2 separate regions of the Mus musculus genome follow, and region 1 is linked to region 2. The links are chromatin contacts, called in public Hi-C maps. All regions are on one chromosome and are shown on one strand. Each heading gives the region's core, a stretch centred on a gene start, on an enhancer-like site or on the middle of the called end of the contact. The rest is flanking DNA. Distances are from core to core; before and after follow the strand shown. Region 1 overlaps Ece1 (endothelin converting enzyme 1). Region 2 overlaps Alpl (alkaline phosphatase, liver/bone/kidney).

What was found. A called contact is a pair of places that touch in the nucleus more often than the background predicts.
Region 1: a Hi-C map of liver shows a contact between it and region 2, with 1.9 times the contacts expected there. The contact joins two enhancer-like sites. A contact is called at or near these places in 1 of 484 Hi-C or Micro-C datasets (liver), 2 of 115 datasets of contacts at active chromatin or transcription factors (kidney and large pre-B cells) and 3 of 9 other capture datasets (adipose tissue, liver and pancreatic islet).

The regions. Positions count from the first base shown.
Region 1 is chr4:137,940,743-137,944,449 of GRCm38.p6, forward strand. The region is part of intron 8 of Ece1 (endothelin converting enzyme 1); the gene reads left to right. Among named protein-coding and RNA genes, the nearest start is that of Gm52683, 34 kb to the left of the region's middle. Within about 2 kb of position 1,954, at least 101 of the 459 cell types and tissues checked have an H3K27ac peak or open chromatin away from gene starts, as enhancers often do. A contact at or near this core is called in liver, where this site is marked.
Region 2 is chr4:137,770,779-137,774,925 of GRCm38.p6, forward strand. The region is part of intron 1 of Alpl (alkaline phosphatase, liver/bone/kidney); the gene reads right to left. Among named protein-coding and RNA genes, the nearest start is that of Alpl, 24 kb to the right of the region's middle. Within about 2 kb of position 2,748, at least 38 of the 459 cell types and tissues checked have an H3K27ac peak or open chromatin away from gene starts, as enhancers often do. A contact at or near this core is called in liver, where this site is marked.

The DNA.
Region 1 (3,707 bases), core at 704-3,203, 170 kb after region 2:
GGCCCCCCTGGCGTGATGAGGCACAGAGGAGTAAGTAGGGAAAATGTTAATGCTCGTTTCTGTGACCTGCCGTGCTACCTGGGTCCCCAGCACTAAAATAATGACAGTTAATTTAGCAGACTATCTTCTCTGATAGCTGAAGACTGATTTTATTCCCACCGCCAGCTAGCCTGGCCGCCTTAACCAGATGGCTCCAGGCTAGCCCAGAGCAGAGGCTGAGTTTAATGAATCACACATCCAGCATTGCCTCTCCAGACACTGGTTCCTTCCTCCGTAGGAGCTTCCGGGTCAAAGGTCATTGGGGAGTAAGCGTCCCCCTCTGCCTGTTTCCTCATGGGATGGGGTCTTAGGGTGTCTGCTCTTTGTTCTGTTTTTACTTCCGGGGTTGGGAACTGAACCCAGAGCCCTACCTACATCTAGGCGATTGGTCTAACACCGAGCTATGGCCCAGTCTCAGCCCTTTGTTTTTTAAAGATTTGTTTTTATTATTTTTAAATTGTGTGTATATGTGTATGTCCCCTGTGTGTGCACACATGCAATTGCTCAAAGAGTCCAGAAGGGGTAGTTGGATCCCCTTGAGCTGAAGTTACGCACAGCTGTTAGCCTGACATGCGCACTGTGAACCAAACTTGGGTCGTCTACGAAAGGAGCCCGGGTGCTGTTTCCCACTGAGACACCTCTCCAGACCTGTATATTTATATAGCTAGCACCGGCTGGCCTCAGATTACACAGCCTGGAACTTTCGGTGTAGACCAGACTGACCTTAAACACAGACATCTACCTGGTTCTGCCTCCCAGGTACCATGTGCCATGGTGTCCAGCTATACAAAGTGCTTTGATCAAATTCTCCTCTCCTCTCCCTAGCCCCTCCCATATCCACCTCTCCTCTTCCCAGCCCCTCTCATATCCACCTCTCCTCTCCCTAGCCCCTCCTATATCCACTTCTCCTCTCCCTAGCCCCTCCCATATCTACCTTTCACCTACACCAACCTAGAGCCATCTTTTTATTTTATTTTTTTTAAATAACCCACCAAGTTCAGTTTGTGTTGCCCATGGACTCGTAGGTGTGGACTGTCTACTGGAGCACGGTCGACCTACTAAGGATGAAAGCCTTAAAGGAAACTGACTCCTTCTCCCCTAGGCTATCAACTGTCAGTCATCCCAGCTAGGGGTGGGGCTTGGGAGCCCCTCCCTCTGTGCCGGAGTGTTGACCGCCTTGATCTTGCTCAGGCAGCCACAACTGCAGTGAGGCCCTGAGTCCAGTGTTCTAACTGTCCCAGAAGACACTCTTTTGGCCCCTGCACGAGCTCATGCCATGAAGAGAGCCTACCTAAGATCGATGTGTATATGAGCCCCTCAGCCTTGGTCATTTTGAGACAGGGTCTTACATAACACAGACAGGCCTGAAAGCTCATGATCTTCCTGTCTCTGTCTCCCCAGCGCCAGGGCTTCCCAAGCCTCTCTGAGTTGGTTGGTACTCAGCAGGGCTCCTTGGCTTCAAGTGTGGAAAATAGAATTTCTGAGTGTCCTCAGGGGGACTGAGTCACGGCAGAGTGGCCCAGTTGACTAAAACAGCCGTCGCTATGGAAACATGTTAAGCTAGGAATCACTGAAGCAATTGAGGCTGGAAATTTAAAAAAACCCTAGTGTTCACCCACGGCTCCTCACCTCAGAGCTGGGGCACTTCCAGGGGTGACATCTGCTCACCCTATAGGACCAGGTTGTGCAGAGACCATGGCGATTTTCACCATTGACATTTCTGTCAGAGGGTTCCAGTGACACGTGGCTCTCACAAATTATGTGAGCAGTGACATTTGTAAACGTATCCGTTTTCCCCGGGTCTTGGCCAGAGAGAGGATCCTGCCATCAGGTGGCTCTGATGACTGAGCCGTTAAGATCTCATGAGTGTATCTCTCAACTTGTAGTCACCCGGAGGCAGAGGATCTGGCAGAAGCGGGCCAGGGAGGGCAAGCTAGGGGGCTGGGTACAGGGCAGGCCATTTCCAAAGGGCAAAGCAGGCAGCTCTGGGAGGTGGGAATTTTCTTTCCTCCACGTTAGAGAAAGTCTGTGAAGTGGCTCTGAATCCACGAACTGATTCCTGCTGGAGACCCCCATCATGTCTGTTCATTTCTGGCTCACATCTCTTGCTCCCTGGCAGCAGGGATGTGTTGTGACACACCAGCCGGCTGCCCACTGTGCTGTTTTCCTTTCCAGCCCAGTTATAGTCAGCTTTGGTGGGAAGACTCAGCATCGCTGTCAATGGCTCAAATCAGCCCCTTGCTGAGAACTGGCTGGGAGCTTTAATCAGCTCACAGGTGCCTTTGAGAGCTGGACATTCATTCCTTCAGCTTCATCCCTCCCGGGCCTCATCCCTGCTCTCTCCTGCAGTAGCTGAGATGCTCTTTGACACCCAGCAGCAGGGTGCTAGGGGTGTAGCCCACATGCTTAGCATGTGGGAGCCGAGTTCAGTCCCTAACACTGCCAACAAGCAAATAACCCCGGAGGTGACTGAACCCACTTTGTAGACCTGCACAGGCTCCAGCCGACACATGCCCTTGGGAAAATCACCATTCCTCAGGTATAGAGTTGCCTGTTAGGCAAAGGGTCATAGGGACAAGCTGTGTGCTGCTGTGCTCTGATGTGACAGGGGAACGTCATGGTGTCACCTGACTTTCCACAGGAAGGGCTTTTACAACTCAGGTGTCTCATTTTCTTTATCTACTTGACATTTTCTGCTTCTTTAAGGGAAATGAGAACAGAATCTGACATTCCTCAGGGCCCGGGGCCACTGGAGACAGAACTTGAACATCCATCGGAATGGCTGCTATTGATGGCGCCGTAGCTAAGAGTCAGGGGCGCATGATGCTGAAACAGTCTCCATCGCCCTGAAAGACCTAGAGTTCTGAAAAGCAGCATTCTAAAAATAACAGGGCATGTAGGTGACACGGGGCTGGAGCTGACCATTCCAACGTTGTGCAACCCTGCTCGGGGACACTGTGCTAAGTGAAGTTGGCCAGTTACAAAAGGGCAAGCCTTGGGGGCTGGGAGGTTGGGACAGAAGCTCAGTGAAAGGGCATTGGCCTTGAGTCTAAAAGCCCCAAGTTCAATCCCAAGCATCGGGGGAAAAATTTACAAGAACTGAAACTGTCTTTATGTCCAGTTATCTGAAGTTCTTGGGGCAGTAGAGAGCGGTAGAAGACAGAGTGGGTGTGGTTTCTACCCCTGGGGACTTGGGAAATAGGGAGTAGAATTCTTCAGCCTGGTAAAATGCTGAGAAACTGAGGCTGGAGGGGGGAGGGGTGGCCGCACTAAACTGAGTGTCTAAAGCTACACAGCTGGACTCATGCTTAAGGTGAGCCCCACTAGTAGGACACAGAAGCAGGGGGATCACTTCAAGTTCAAGGCCAACCTGGTCTACATAGTAATACTTTGTTGGGGGAAAAAAAAATTCATATGATGGTCCAGAGTTAGCTCAGCGGGTGATGGCTCCTGGACCAAGCTGATGACCTTAAATATGTTTTGTAATGGGGACAGCAGATATGGCGGTACGTGCCACTAATCCCAGCGCTTCAAATGAGGTTCTTGCTAGTTTTTTTTAAAGTGGGACTACAAGGAAATTACAAGTTTCAGTGGTAGCCATCAAGCCCATGTGTGTGGCACGTGTATTGGAAAAGATTCATGCATATAATTCCAAATGGTCCTGCCCA
Region 2 (4,147 bases), core at 1,498-3,997:
TGAGTACAGAGAGGTTAAGTAGCTTGCCCAGAGTCTAGCAGCAAGTCACCCTGTCAGAATTCAGTCTTCCATGTGGGTGTTTTGGGCTTTTGGAAGTCCTCTCAGGATGCCGGCGTAACCTCTGATAGGAGCACCCTGACTGACTGGAACTGTTCGGCACATCACATACGCAATAGGGACCGGACGATACCATGACTCAGGATCCTTGCTCCCCAAATCCCAGTTTTGGAGTGTTTCCCTTGGATTCCTTGGGGAGGGGCTCCCCTTACCCCAGAGAGAGATGAGGTCTGCCAATGTCACACGTTGGGAAATGGGTAGAGTCACTTCTTGGATAGGCTGGGTTTAGGTCACTGACCCAGCAACTATAGCCAGCTGGGCTGTGGAAATCCTTGTGAGACTTGGGCAGGATATTGACCCTAGATACACCCTACTTCTCCCACAATCTCCAGCTTCAGTCCATCCTCCTAGGACTCTGAGACACCCTCCCCACCCCCAGCTCTGTCCTGGCTGTGTTCCCCCTGGGAGGACCTGGTTAGTCCTGAGACAACCCTGGGGAGGAGGCTGAGGCAGCCCTGGCTATGGAAACTGGCCTTGAACTTGTAACGCGCTGGGTGGGCCCCGACACAAGCAGAGTCCCAGCTAGCACACACAGGGAGTGCACAGATGCTGGTAGCTGGCAGCGGGGCCTCCACAGCATCCTTCCCACATTCCGATCGAGCTTGTGACCAGCTGTCGGGCTCTCAGCAGCTGGGGTGTGTGAGGCTCTTAGTAGTGGGGGCGAGAGAGGCAGGAACATGGGCTGGTAATGAGCTAATCCAGCAGGGCGTGGTGTCTTAGGTCTGTCGGCCCCAGCGCTTGCTGTCTCTCCAGTCAGTTCAAAGCCAACCTGGACTACATGAGCTCCTGACTCAAAAACTGAAACCCACGGTGGTGTGCTAGACCAATGGTCACAATGTGCCTTGACATTGTGCCTTAGAATGGGAATTCAACAGGACAAGGGACGATGAGAGAAACCACCATCACCCTTCGTGGCAGAGGCAGGAAGTCAGCCAGCAGAGTTCTGATTGGTGGATGCTCTCCTTGCTCCCAGGGCACAGGGCAAGGCCACACAGCAACTAATAGGATGAGGAGGATGTCTCCACAGGGCACCTACTATGTGCTAAAAGCACAGGGCACCTACTATGTGCTAGAAGCTTTCTGTGCTATCTCCCAAGGATCCAATGTGGGCAGAACTCTCAGGACCAAGAGCACAGGAGCTCATGGCTTGTACTGCAAGGTGTGGGAGAGCCAGTAGCCACCCAAGCCTGGTGGACTCCTCATGCGATGCCTTTGCCACCCTAGCATCTAGCAGGACTGCCTCCACATGGACTGGGGCTGTGACACGGGCTGTGACTCATGACCACTGAGTTCCCTGGTTCAGCCTAGGCTGGGGGTCTGGCAGAAAGCACATCTCCGACCACGCAGGCTCTCCTCCAGCTCCTCCTGCCTTGAATATTTATTACCTGTGTTCTGGGGGCTGGGGGGACTATCTCACCTAAGAGTCTGGTAGCACTCCCAGACTTCCCTCCCACCCTGGTCCACTCCTCTGTGATTACCATTCTGCAGAGAGAGGGAGCCACGGGGGCTGTCTCAGGCTGCCCTCTCCATCCCTTGTATCAGGGATGATCACTCCACGAAGCTTCCAATGTCAGTTTCTGAGACAGGACCTCTTTAGTGTTCTCTGTTGCCACCACAGTGACATGGTGACACCCGCTGTCATATCTGGCTACTCTGAGTCCATTCCCCTCCCCAACAGGGGAAGCCCTCTTCCTTTTGGTGGCTGCAGGTCGGGTGACTGGCAGAGGCTGGGACGGTTTCCATCTGGATACCAGAGCATTGTGGGTGTGAAGTGAGGAAGCCCCAGGGGGGAACACGGCCTGGGTGATGGACTAGAAACCTACAGAAAAACCCATGAGTAGGACGCTGGATCCAGACCCTGGCCGCAGGCATGCCTGAAGCTCACCTCTGAGTGGAAGCCAGTACATTCTCCTATTGTTTGCTTTGGTTTGTTCTGTTGCTTAGAGCCCAAACTCTGCCCTCAGAACTCCAGTCCAGAGGGTTTCCCTCAGCTCTCACACTGTAAACAATCACACCGGGTCGGTCATGCCCAGGGAAGAAACGGGACAAACTCGTCAAAGGTGGGCAGACACACTGTGTGCGAATTCACACAGGTGGAATCCGTGGCTGTGCATGGCGGTGCGAGTCTGCGACCCCAAGTTCTCTGGAAGCAGAGGCAGGAGGATTGCTCAAGTTCAAGGCTAGCATGGGCTTCAAAGCAAGTTCCAGGCCAGCCAGGGCTATATAATGAGACCATGTCAGAAAAGAAAGACAGATGGATGGAAGGAAGGATGTATGTATAGAAGGAAGAAAGCAGGCAGGCAAGGAAGTGGGGGAGAGGGAGGGGAAAAGAATTAGAGGAAATTCCTGAATTCCTGGGTAGGATTGCCTAGAATAGAGACACACACCTTCCCACGGGTTGGTATGGGCTCCATTTAACATTAGTATTAACAGGCCCGGTGCCTGAAAGCGTCCTTGTCTGCCCACTGGGCCCTTCAGTCAAGTGGTCAGTCAGTCCCTGGGAAGTCACCAGTACAGAACTGTAAGAAATCCATCTCAGAGGAGAAGTCAGATGCACAGGAGTGACATGAGTCAAGTGACATGCCCAAGGTCCCTGAACTGAAGAGGGGCAGAACCAGCTATGTCCTAGATGTTCCTGGCCCCAAGCCCAGGGCCTTTGCCCCTGGTCCCTGGGTAGCAGGGGCAGGGCTAAGCTGGCTGTCCTCTGAGGCTGTTTGTTCCACCTGACAGCCTTCAAAACTGTTTAAAAGTTAAAAGGAACAGACCTGCACAGCAGGAACAGTCCCCCAGCGCCCAGGGACATCAGCAGCCTCCTGTGTCCTAGGGCTTTAATGGTATTTAAACAATGGCTCCTAGCTGCTGTTCATTGAGCAGCTAATGCCCACCAGGGGCCAATAGGTCAAAGCCCTGACAGGGTTGAGGTGATGAACAACCTTGCTGAAGTGAAGTCCTCTGCGATGCAGGAAGAGACAGAAGAGGCAGGGAGGGAAGGCAGGCTCAGAGAAGGGCTGGCCCGGGACCCATATTCCAGAGCCCTACAGTTCACACTGCGGCCCTCAGAGGCTGCTGTACTCACACCTACAGAAGAGGAAACTAAAGAGGGAGGCAGAGCCACAAGCCCAGGCAATCCAGAGCAAGCAGCGGGAGTGAGGTCCCTGGCATTGCTTCTGGGCTCTACCCATCCTTCCAGCCCAGGCTGGGGGCCTCCTTTCCTGGGGCCTCTTCTGCCCCTCTCCACAGCCTCAAAACCCCTTAGGCTCTATCCGAGATCATGTGAGCCCTAAACTGCCAACCCACTCTTGTTCTGTCTCCACCATTAACTTCTGGCCCATCACCAAAGTGTATTTGCATAAAGCCTACCATGCACAGCTGGACTGCACATGTGCGGGGATGTGTGTGTGTGTGTGTGTGTGTGTGTGTGGTGTGTGGGGGGGGGGGGACTTCCAACCGGCTTCCCCTACCGGGCTCAAGTGATAGTCTTCCCAGTACTGGTGTGGGTGAAAGAGAATCTTGGTCTTAGAGCTGGTAGACCTGGGGCCCCGTGTGATACCCGCCCCATCCCACAGACGTGATGCAGAGGTATACACTCTAAGGCTCAGTCCATAGGATGTAGGTGGAAAGTGCATGCCAGGTTTTATTATTTCCTGAATTCTACAGTGTTAGACTGAAACCCAGGGCCTAGCCCAGATAGGAGAACACTCTGCCACTGAGTTATACCACCACTGGTGCTTTGAGGCAGGTACTCATGTGGTCGTCCTCATCTTAGGGTACACAGAGCGGTGAAAGGACTAAGATCACGCACAGGAGCAGCAGAGCTAGGTCCAAAGTTTTCAACTCCAAAGTTCAAAAACTGTTTGCCATTGTGCTGGGCTGAAACGGCTGAGGTTTTAGGAGACGCCACTCAACACAGGCCAGCAAGGGGGCAGACCAAGACTTTCGGGTTTTTCCCCAAAGAGGTTATGGGACCTTTACACATAGTCACATAAGTCACACAGAATGGGGGCAAGTACTCAGGGTCTCTGTTGCCAGG